Linked DNA regions of Triticum aestivum: region 2 is linked to region 1. Evidence: chromatin contacts called from public Hi-C data. All regions are on one chromosome and are shown on one strand. Each heading gives the region's core, a stretch centred on a gene start, on an enhancer-like site or on the middle of the called end of the contact. The rest is flanking DNA. Distances are from core to core; before and after follow the strand shown.

What was found. Hi-C and Micro-C count contacts between places; a contact is called where the count stands out from the background.
Region 2: a Hi-C map of leaf shows a contact between it and region 1, with 3 times the contacts expected there. The contact joins the enhancer-like site here to the promoter of LOC123044608 in region 1. A contact is called at or near these places in 2 of 5 Hi-C or Micro-C datasets (both in leaf).

The regions. Positions count from the first base shown.
Region 1 is chr2B:251,026,884-251,029,944 of IWGSC CS RefSeq v2.1, reverse strand. LOC123044608 (isopentenyl-diphosphate Delta-isomerase I) reads left to right here and starts at 1,760. Exons shown (of 7, transcript XM_044467401.1): 1 at 1,760-1,984. The coding sequence starts at 1,920.
Region 2 is chr2B:251,303,069-251,305,897 of IWGSC CS RefSeq v2.1, reverse strand. It overlaps LOC123044609 (pentatricopeptide repeat-containing protein At4g18975, chloroplastic), which reads left to right. Exons shown (of 5, transcript XM_044467402.1): 5 at 1-243. Among protein-coding and RNA genes, the nearest start is that of LOC123044609, 7.5 kb to the left of the region's middle. Within about 2 kb of position 1,502, at least 1 of the 8 cell types and tissues checked has an H3K27ac peak or open chromatin away from gene starts, as enhancers often do. A contact at or near this core is called in leaf, where this site is marked.

The DNA.
Region 1 (3,061 bases), core at 511-3,010:
GCTTGTTTATAAATATACTCTATTTGTCTACAATGATCTTGTACTTTTTGTATTTCTGCCCTATATTTCCTTGCAAACAAAAACCTAGGCCTACATATTCAAAGACCAGGGGTTCAAAACAGACATGAGAATGACGGAGGGTTGTACATCACAAAATGCTAAAGTTAGCGTGATGGCGAAGAGATGAGGGGAGCCCGCGGGGGGGGGGGGGGGGGGGCTGGTGGAGGTAACGTGACAGTACGAGCGGGGATGATGTGCGCCTAAGGCGGCACTACCCAACAACTCATGTGAGGCAAGTGAGGTGGATGAAAGGGACAACCATGAGAGATGACTCGTGACATAAAGATATTTCTTGCAAACAAAAACCTAGGCCTACATATTCAAAGACATCAAAAATAGATATGGGGATGAAGGAGAGTTGTTCGTCACCAAATGTTGGGGTTAGTGTGATGACAGAGAGGTGAGGGCACGCGTGAGGGGGTGGGGGTAGGGGTGCTAGTGGAGGTAACGTGACACTGCGAGCAGGGATGATGTGCCGCGGAGGCGGCACTACCCGACAACTCATCGTGAGGCAAGTGAGGTGGAGTAAATGGACAAGCACAATTGATGACTCGTGACATAAAGACTAGCGAAAGACTGACACTCAACCATCCTTGGAAAAATCGATCTCATGAGTGATAAAAAATAGTGGCCTTCGTTGTGTGTGGGTTTTGATTTCATATATGTTTGTTAGGGATAATCGCATGTATGTGTGGTTGTACGCTACATATTGCTATGCCAACACAAAGTTAGGGATAATCCTTTTTTCCCATTGAAACGGAGGAGATGCAATTTGTGTGCCAACAATAGTCTGACTATCAAACAAAGATGTTCTTTTTTAATTTGAATAATTTGAATATTGCTCACCATGCCTCCCGCGCGGTCCAACAAAGATGTTAGATGGTCATTTTTCCGCCATTCAATTCCAGGCAAACAAGAAAACATGGCAACTAAAGAAAACATGAATTTTACCCCGGAAGAATATATTCCTACAAACAAGAGAAGACATATGTCCACACGCTTGTTTCATCTTATATTGGATAAATGTTTGTGCTTTGCAACAGAGTATAATCATTCTAATATATTAGTCTATGTGACTGCCTGTAATCATCATTAAAATCTTAGAGATTTTTGTATGTAATCATCATGATCTAACTGTCATATTACTATTAAGCACTTATTTGGTAAGATTTTGTTGACTTACCAAAGAAAATATTAGTTTATTTTTAAAATAATACCATTGTACATGCCCTTACATCACATCATCATCGCATGCACCCATCGCATGCCCTCAAGGGCCATGGCTGCAGGCTGCAAGCTGCAAGCCCGTCGCGTGGCAAGACTTTGCCCTGAACGTGCACGCAGTACGATTACCATAAAATAATGTCATTTTTAAAAAGCTGCCTTTTTTTTTGAGGTAATTTTTGAACTTATTTGGTATGGTCCCTCGTATGGCATGTCTCGCCTCTCGATTTAAACCGATCCGATCCAAGTCCAACTCGACACCACGTTTCTGACCCAGAGCAGTCAAAGAACAGACCCATACATAGGTACCCCGCAAAAAAAAAAGACCCATACATAGGAAACGCAGCCCGGGGCCCATCGCTCAGCGACCGAAGCGGATACGTAAACGCCCCCCTCGCGAGCGCCGGAGCCTCGCAGCAGTTCGGACCGCAGGGAATCCCCGCTTGCTCGCGTGGATATATTCGCTGACACACCGGGCCCACAACGCCGCGCCGCCGGCCCCCCTCCCCGTTATTTATCAGCCCCCCGCCTCAGTCCTCACCTGTCCTCGCCCCACCCCTGCGCAGCGCATACACACTGCGCACGGCCGCAGACCTCTCGGGTCGCCGCCCGCCCGGACTCCTCCGCCGCGAGACATGGCCGGCACGGGCGACGACGCCGGGATGGACGAGGTCCAGAGGCGCCTCATGTTCGACGATGAGTGAGCGCCCGCATCCTATCCCTGTCCTGCCTTTTCTCTCTCTCTCTCTCTCTCTCTCCTCCGACTCTCGTTGCTTTTTAAGTTCGAATATCTCGCCGGGTTGTGCCGAGATGCGCGCATCTGGATTTGTCGGCCTGGTTTCACGTATGGGGTTTGAGCTTTCGGTCTCTATTGTTTGGCTGCTTCGTTGGATCTCGTCGGGGATCAGGACGGGAGGGTGCGGGATTTGAATTCTGAACATTGGGTCCTGTACTCGTCTTGCCGTCTTGGTGTGATGACTTGGATCATCACGGGAGGGTGCGGTTGGCTTGTGTGTCGGGGAGGTACGAGGCATCGATCTCGTCCTATATATACGGTGCGGGAGACCGCTGCCCCAGAAAATCCGGACATGCCATTGCCATGCGACGAGGGCACTCTAGTGCAGCCTCTGCGTTTGGCTACAAAGTACTCCCTCCGTACTAGTGGCAGAAAACGTTATATTATGGGACGGAGGGAGTATATATCATAGCATCGTAACAGGAAGAAACAGCTAGTGTACTACTCCCTCCGTTCCAAATTAGATGACTTTCATTTGTCTAGAGATGGATGTATTTAGACACTAAACAAGTATAGATACATCCATATGTAGACAAGTGGGGGTCAAGTATTTTGGAACGGAGGGAGTACTATCAAAGCAGAGGTTTGACCCCTCTTAGGACTGCCTGTTTGTTTTAGACGACAAGCAGGCACCTAGTTCTTTGCAAAAATCGTCCATGTTATAAATGTGCTAAACGTGATCTGAGGTGGTGGTTTACAAGTTCCATAGCCTGGAGGCCATACAAAAACGCTCAGATTACGAGCAGTACAAATTTAACTGGAAGCCGGAGATTGCGTGAAGGCGAGCGTGCATCAAAGATAAATTTCCTTACGAATTAGTGAGGTTGTGTTGTACTCCCTCCGTTCCAAAATAGATGACTTAGAGGTCATCTATTTTGGAACGGAGGGAGTATTTCTATACTATAAATCTCAAAAAATCGTGGCTGCAGTATACAATGTTACACACCAATAATCGGAATGAAAATCAATGGTATGTGGGAC
Region 2 (2,829 bases), core at 253-2,752, 280 kb before region 1:
AACGTCCTCTGGATAGGTTCGGATGAACAATGAGTGTCGCCTCGCCTGGACATATGTGATTGCTATTGTTCTTCCGAGGTCCTATGCGAGCATGTCAGGTAGAACAAGGTGTCGAAATTGTAATGCTCTCTAGACAAATGGATAATATCATAGTGCAGGGTGAGAACTGGCATTACTAATGATGTTGGTATCCAAACATGTGTAAGTTGTGATGTTTCAGACAGGTTGCTGTCGTCTTCGGCACCATGTGCAGGAACAAAGTTTTGACGAACCAAGTTTGTTAATTAACCGCTACGGCGTGTGACATGACAGTACAGTCCTGCTCCTGATGAAGGGTGCAGTTAGCCACGCAGATCAGATCTTGTGTTCCAAACTTCCAATGCTGGCATCCAGTGAGGTCGTCATCGAGGGCGTGACTCCGGTGCTACAATGTATGCCTGAGTTGCAGGTGTTAAGTGTGGAACCATCTTCGCCTATATCGATGGTGCTCTCGAAGGTGGGCTCGCTTGGGGCGGTGACGGTTGCCTCGACGCCCTCTCCACCTCCGTTGAAGCCTAGTCAGTCGGAGTATGCATGTGTGGAGGGTGATGGTCCAGACATGGTTAACACGCGATCGCTTGAACCCTTTGGAGGTGTGGTTCCTATGGCTGATAAAATTGTTGTGGCCGGAGTGTTGGTGCCTAATCCTGGTGTCCTTTTAGCCACCAAGATTTGTGAATTCGTAGCCAACCTGGACTCTAAAAATTCTGGAAAGACGATTGGATGCCTCTTGGAGGAAAAAGCTTTGAGGGAGAAGCACAAGAAGGGTGGCGCTAACTCTAGATCTGGCATCCTCAAAGAGAAATCTTGCAGGAGCAAAAGCAAGAAGGATAGCGCTAGAGGGGAGGCGTAAATGGTTCCATGATGGATGGTTCTCGGCTTTCTGAGTTGCAGACGTGTGCTCGGTCATGGGGGTGGTTTTCGTCGATGTGTTTTCCTCGAGTTGCATTATGTCGATTGGTTTTCTTTTGCAGTATAGGGACCCATATGTTGTGGGTTGCAGTAGTAGTGTGTTGGGTGCTTCGGTCCTGTGGCTCCATGATTCGGGAGTAGTTCACATGTGGATGGGGTCGTGCTTTTGAGCATGGTTGTGATGGTTTTCGTCTGGTTTTCCATAAATTAACTAGGTAACTCTCTTCTTCTTAATTAATAGATAAGGCAAAATTTTTGCCTCCGTTTAAAAAAATAAATGCTGGCATGCTTTGCACCAGCGATTTCACTGATGTTAGCGGCTGCATCTGTGGCGAGACGAGTAGGGTAAGGTCTGCAAGGACGTGGAGTCGTGCTGCTTCGGTGCTGGCTGCAGTCTCCTACAAATGGCTGCGTCCTCAATTTGCACGCTAGTCTTCTTTTCCACGCGCAACTCCAACCAAATTTTGGGGCGCTGGTTTGCTTGGCTCGGTTGTCTGTCGTCCCGTTGCGTTGTGCGCCTGGAAAGTGACAATGCCAATGCGGATGGATCACCGGAGGCGACAAACCCGAAGCCTCCGGAACTAGCACCGGTGGATGCGAGCCACCCGCCGTGCGCGGCGCTGGTTCGCTGCCTCATCAGCCTCGCGCTCTCCTCGCCTACCCTTGAACTGAAACCAATGCCACAGGTTTGCCGCGTAACAAGGAGCACAAATTGGAGGCAAGTCTGGAAACTTCCGTGTCCTAGTAGAACTAGGAGGTTCTACACAAGACCGGAGCTAAATTTTTTCAACGTGTTCTTTTCTCCTTCGTTTTGACTATACATTGAGATGACGTTGTGTTCGATAAGAAAAAGGAGGTTCAGTTCTATGTGCAGGTGTTGCTTTCGTGTATCACAGTACCAGTTGGTTGCGGTCTTGGCTATATAATAACGTGTAGAGCAACTTCAACGGACCGATCCAAACAGACGGCGCATTTATTCTTTTTTATCGTTTGAGTCGGCCGCCCGCCTGGCATCCATTCTGTTTTGTATTTGGATCGGCCGTCCGCCTAACGCGCCGACCCATTTTCATGTCCGCATTTAATTTTTAAAGAAGGTCTGCTGCGCATAGATTAATGCCAACGGTCATGCCTCATGTCGACACCATGCCGACGCCTGCATACATTGCCGCTTTCAAAAAATATCACCACATAGTTCGCGCTGGCGCACTCGCCAGCGGCCGGCACACATGCCAGCACAAAAAAGGGGTGGGACTTGAGTTCGACCACGCCATCGCGGCCCCATGGTCATGCCAGCACACAAGCTGACATACAAAAAGGAAGGCGCTCGGGGCCACGAGATCACTGGTCGGTGAACTTGAGCACGTTGGCCTGCATCTTCTCGAACCACGGCCTTTTTCTTGGCGACACGGTGTTAAGATCCACCTTCATGATCTTCACCCCGGTCATCATGCTCGCGAGAGCCACTTCTTTTGCCTTGGTCTTGCGTTGGTGGCCTCGATCTGTAGCATCTTGGCTTGCTTCTCCTCCTTCAGCTCAAGCATCTTGGCTTGCTTCTCCGCGTCCATCTCAAGCCTCCTCCTTTGAATCTCCATGAAGGCGTTCATTTGCTCTTCTTTGAAACGCCGACGCTCCTCCTCCCTTGAGCCCTTCTTATTCATCATGCCCTCCATGCTTGCGATCAAGGCGTTGGATGCCGCATCCCGGTTGTCCTCCTTCTTGGAGTTGGTCTTCCCCCGCGGCCGTGCCGGCTCGCCGTCCCCAACCTCCTCCACAGCTTGCTTCCCCCCACGCGACTTGAAGGCGACATATTGCGCCTTGAACTTCTCATCGTCCGTGATGACCCGAAAGCAATGGAAGAGGTTGAAGCACTTGCCATTG